Linked DNA regions of Arabidopsis thaliana: region 1 is linked to region 2. The links are chromatin contacts, called in public capture Hi-C maps. All regions are on one chromosome and are shown on one strand. The core of a region is the stretch at or near the end of the contact, and the rest is flanking DNA. Distances in the headings are between cores, read along the strand shown.

Evidence for each region. Capture Hi-C pulls out chosen DNA fragments and counts their contacts.
Region 1: a capture Hi-C map of seedling shows a contact between it and region 2, with 4 times the contacts expected there. A contact is called at or near these places in 2 of 26 Hi-C or Micro-C datasets (root and seed embryo) and 1 of 3 other capture datasets (seedling).

The regions. Positions count from the first base shown.
Region 1 is chr1:11,348,148-11,351,067 of TAIR10.1, reverse strand. AT1G31710 (Copper amine oxidase family protein) reads right to left here and starts at 1,371. Exons shown (of 5, transcript NM_102906.4): 1 at 423-1,371. The coding sequence starts at 1,213.
Region 2 is chr1:11,071,063-11,073,984 of TAIR10.1, reverse strand. It overlaps AT1G31040 (PLATZ transcription factor family protein), which reads left to right and starts at 1,421. Exons shown (of 4, transcript NM_102842.3): 1 at 1,421-2,015. The coding sequence starts at 1,803.

The DNA.
Region 1 (2,920 bases), core at 122-2,621, 280 kb before region 2:
TTTTCCAATTCTTTAGTTCTATCTCTCTCTATATAAGCATGTTAAACCTTGATTCATGATTCAATAAGAAATCCATAGCAAATCATTACTTTAGCAACCTATAATTGTTAATCATTTTACCTCACAAAGACACAAACCACTGTTACTACTATTCGGCCATTTGCACTGACAAACTTTTAAAATATAATTTCTATATATAGCATGCATAATTGCTGTCTGCAAAATCTGATCTATAATGCGTAAGGAGCCAAAGGAAAAAATGCCATTTGGCTATTTGCCACTGATAAACTTTAAAAATATAATTTCCATATATAGCATGCATAGCATGTTGTCTGCAAAATCTGATCTATAATTCGTATGGAGCCAAAGGAAGAGATATAGCCATAAATATTAGTCATTTTTTGGGTTTGTTAATCATTTACCTCACGATGTGTCCATCGACCTTGAAGCCCGGACCATCCGGCTGCAAAAGGACGGCGTTATGAAGCGTCGGTCCAAAGGGTGGGTTAAGCTTCGAGATACGGTACTCCGTTCCGTTAGCTATGGGCATAGTAACCACTGACCTGTCCTTAAACTCCGATACCTTCATCTCATCAAGATTAACGATTATCGTCATTCCTTCAATAGGTCTAAGATACATATTAACGGTGCCGTCAAGATAAAACGGCATCAATCTAATAACTCGCTCCGCCTCGGCCTTAGTCTCACCGTACCATCCAATCGTTGACGTCGTGAACACGATCTCCGAAACGTTTAAGCCACGTTTCGCGACCGAGTCAATAAACGGCTTGAACTTGACAACAAGCTCGGTGGATGCTTCTTGCTCGTCGTTTGAGAGCATAGGGTAACCATTTCCTACGTGAATTTTGTCCGAGACGATGGCACGAGAGGAAAAGTCAAGGACTATCTCTCTGGTCTTTCCGTTGTCTCGAGCAATGACGAACGCTTGGCGTGGTGGTGGTTTGATGGTATGATTCGGTGATGAGTACCAAGACAAGACTAGAGACTTGTTGGGTTCGTTGAGACCAACGTATTGGAAAGTGAACTTATGATTCGGACCAACGGGGTACGACTTGTTGATGATGGTTCGGACGAGTTTGAGTTCGGTCTCGGTTAAGGGATCAAATGGGTGACGCGGTGGAGTAAAGCTTGAGGATGAGACTACGATAACGAAAGAGAAAAGGATGAGAATGGTGAAGTGAAGTGGAGCCATATTGTTCTTTGTGAGGTATTATTGTTTGCTTTAATGGATTTGGTTTATGTTTAACTTCAAATTTTTATAGGCAAAAAAATGCCTTGATGGTATTAAATTAATATATATTCTTTTTGCACGTGAGAAATAGACGTTTAAGTAGAAATCAAAGAAGCGACCTCTATTAAACCATTCGACGAAAAGAATAATTAGGAAACTAATATTTATATTTCCTTTGTTCTACAAAGATTGATTTTCTTCTATTTTTCTTTATTTTTATTGATTTATATTTGTAAATTGTAAACTTCAAGATACAATTATTAGAAATCATGAACTTTCTTACACAACTACTGGTTGATAATTACTAAAAATATTTAACATGAAAAACAAAGTTAAATTGATTAAACAATGATTGAATTCTTAATATGTGTGAAAACCACAAAACATCAAACTATTAGTATCAGAGGGATATAACGTATGGTGATATAGTTTAATCTGTAATAGTTTGTTATGGAGAAAAGAGCCATATTATATACAGTAATAATTTTCTTTGGACATGTAGACCCATGTTATATACTGTTTTAATTTTCTCTGGACAAGCATAGCTATATGTAATAATTCACTTGGGCCATAATTCACTACACGAACTTACACATATAATATGATATGGTAGTTCTTTGACTTATGTCTTACCCTACCTACCTAACACATAATCTACGAAATCTCAAATGATATCTTCTCTTGCTACCAGTTCGATATTTCCGTGTGTCTAAACGACGTTGCTATACAAATTACTAAACTATAAGTCTTGCTCTATTGATGCAAATATAATAGAAGTGATTTATGTTTGACAAAATGTATGTTGCTTTGGAGTAAAATTTGGGATATTATACATGCACAATGCATCAATACATATGTATTGGTGCGGGTTGCCTTTGAACTTTGGAGTAAATGAAAACATGTATCTGTGTGGGCCGAATCTACTGGGCCGGTATATGGTTCATTTTGTTGACCAGAGCCGAGGAGGTTAAATGTACAGTATAGTGATTCCATATTTTTCCTCTTGTGCAATTCCGGGTTATAATCCCTTTTTGGAGATTTCGGTTTACTCTTGTGTTTGTTCAATGGGATCTGGTTTAAGTTGGAATTGAATAACCGAAAAGAGTAAAAAAAAAAAATCTACCGATCAGCAAAACAACATGCAGTACCGGAAAAAAAAAAAAAAACTATAGTCTAGGCTAGGCAGCAATTCTCTCTTTAATTCTTTCGGTACTTATGGTCTGATATTGTTACAAATAATATTTTTGGCTACTTATATATAGGCTATGAGCTTAACATAGGGTTCATTTTGTCTCCTTTTACATGGTTACTTTTTGCCCTTCTCTTCGGACCGAACCAAGATTGTGGGTCAAACTGTTTTTCCGCTGGACACGAGTGTTGTTAAGTTGGGCCAAATTCCTGTGTAAGTAGCATGTTAACTCAGCCAATCTTTGTTTGGGCCGAATTATGCATAAGGGTCAAAACCTATATCCCACATTGCTCTTGACCTATAATAAATTTTCCATCCATTAAAAACTGCACTTGCTAAATAATCTAAGGGGACATGCAGACTAATCACAGCTTCAATCAAGGTAGGTAATGAAATTCCAATCACCACTCGGGTCCATGTAAGGTATGAACATCTTCGAAGAGTGGCCTTTACATAGAACTTGCCCGTATAATTTTGTT
Region 2 (2,922 bases), core at 172-2,671:
AAAAAAGAGAGAGTAAAAAAAATGCTCTTATACAAGAGATTCGGTAACTTAAGTTATATGAAACACATGTTTTCTATATATTGGTTTAATTTTATTTTAAAAGTAAAATTTAATTATATAACTAAATTATATTAAAATAATAATATTTTTATATATAAGAAAAAAATCTAAGAGCCATCGATTGAGGATGTTCTTATACCATGCACTTTTATTATACATTAATGTAGATAAATATTTTACAATAACAATGTATTATCATTTCAAAATGGTATTTTATGTACATTAAAATTAATTATTCAATAAAAGAGTCTTTATAGTGAACAAATTGATTTTTCAAAGTCTAAATATAAATATTCTTTCAAATTAAATTAGTTTTCTTTAGTTGGATAGCAATATGATTGATTTTAGGATAATTGCATCATATAATGTATTTGATTTGGGCTTAACTAAGTTTATTGCATGGGAGATTATTATTAAAAACTACAAACTTGAAGTACTATTATAAAAGCAAAAATACGATTTTTTTTAATATCTTTTTTGAAAGAGAGAAATAGAGAGTGGCAATGTTGATATAATTTTTAAGAACTTATATAAACTTTTTAATCTATAATCTAATAACGCAACATTACACACTTTTAAACTTTGTTTGTTCTTCTAATATAAAATTTAAATCTGTGCATAGCATAATGACACCAAGTATATTATTTTTCCTATGCTAATAACTACGTTTTTAACATTAACAAATTTCTATAGATTTCGAATTGGTCACGAGTTTTATTTAGTAAAATGCAAATATACCGTGTGAATAAAGTATAAACATAATCACTATCATTACAAAAATTATTATGATAAAATTATCACTCCATATCTTTTCTTATCATTATCAATCCATTATATCTTCCCAATGTCATATGATATAAATATCACACCATAACTACACCTATGCCTTCGCAAGATATAAATATAGGAGTGATAATATACGTAATTATGCTATAAATGATAGTAAATGTTATAAATAAAAGCTACGTAAAACTTTTCAAAAATATGAAATTTTAAAAATCTTTTTAAATAGAAAAATCACATCTTCTTTTTTATGTTAGGTAGAAGGAAGGGAGACATGAGTCATCATATCCAGAAAAGGTAAATTAACCTTAGAGATCCCTCCAAACAAACTAATCTTCAGGGACACTTGTCCTCAATGAAATTAAATGCACCACAAACAAAAGATCAATAGATATACACTACACAACACATCTCTAATTTTATTTTAACTTTTTTCCTTAACAGAAAGAAACAGATAAAACCCCCTCAAGAAATATCTCAGTCCAATCTTTTTGTTCAATGCAAAAGGTAATCAAAAACTTCAAATTGGGTTTGTTTTGCCCAATGGAAAAATCACGACTAAATCTTTAATACTCCATGACATTTTGTCACACACCTTCTCTCTTAAAATTGGATCTTTCGCCAATGGAGAAATAGATTTGATCTTTCTTTGAACATTTCGTTTTCTCAATAAAAGACATTCTCTCTCTCTCTTTCTCCCACCCACCCAACCAACACTTTCTCTCTCTATACGTAGCGACAATAATTCTGGAACCTCCTCTACATTACAAAAACCCATTTATATACATACATACACATACACATAACATTAGATATTATATATAAACATTTACACACTCTTCTTCTTCACACACACACACACACTCTCCAAAATTTAAGCTCCCAATCAAAATCTCTCTTAGGGTTCTTCTTCTTCAATAAATTGAGTGACTCTTTAATTACCATAAAAATCCACAGAAATGGTTAGAGAAGGTGAAGAAGAAGAAGAGATGATGATGATGATGGCAACGAAACCTGCATGGCTTGAAGGTTTAATGGCGGAGACTTTCTTCTCAAGCTGTGGAATCCACGAAACTCGCCGTAAAAGTGAAAAGAACGTTTTTTGCTTACTCTGTTGTCTCAGTGTTTGTCCTCACTGTCTCCCTTCTCATCGCTCTCATCCTCTTCTTCAGGTAACCGATTTGATTCCTTGACAATTTCAATACCCATGTTTTTTTTTGTGTGTGAATTGTAATTATATTTTTGTGATGAAATCTGTACTTACACTGAATCACTGTGTACGTATGATTTCTCTAAGAAAATTCTCTCTTTCATAAGAGATGTTTGGATTGTAGCGAAATATGTATATACTCACAAACGTTAGCAAATTGTTAAATTTAACCATAAACCATTTTTTTTTTCTTGGTAATTTTCCCGGAAAATTCTCAATTCCGGGACTAGTCTGGAGTTCGGTTTAAGATTTTCCCTGTTAACAAAAAAAAAAATGCAAATCATAGAGCTTTTGGAACTTTGTTTTTTAATGGACCTTTCATTATCATAAACTTTTTCTTCTCCCCAAAAATATGTTTCTTTATAATGTTCATCTACTTAAGCCATCTTTCTAAATTTCTCATAACTATAGTTTTTCCTCTAAGATTGAATTGTACATGTTTGATTTAGTTACTCTAAACATATGATCATTTCTCTAATTATGTTGAGAATTGTAGAGTATGTATAACCAACCGTACAGTGTATAGATTTATATGTATCATGGATTTATGTGATGATAGTAATTGGACTTGAATTGTCTATTGTGTGGATTTGGTTTGTTTCTATATATAGTATGTATCTTTTTCTCATCTTTTATTAATTCTTTCTCTTTTCAAATTGCTTGGTTCCTTTAAAATTTGTTGTCTTCTCTGTTCAACTTCTCTTGTGCTGTTGCTTTCAAAGAACATCAAAGCTTTGACCAAATTCCTTTTCCTTCACTTCCCTTAACTTCTTTTCAACAGGTTTTTGTTTTTATCAATTCATATTTTTTAATCATTTTCCACTATTCCCCAAAAAAACATTATTGGTGCAAATCTATCCTTCTTGATA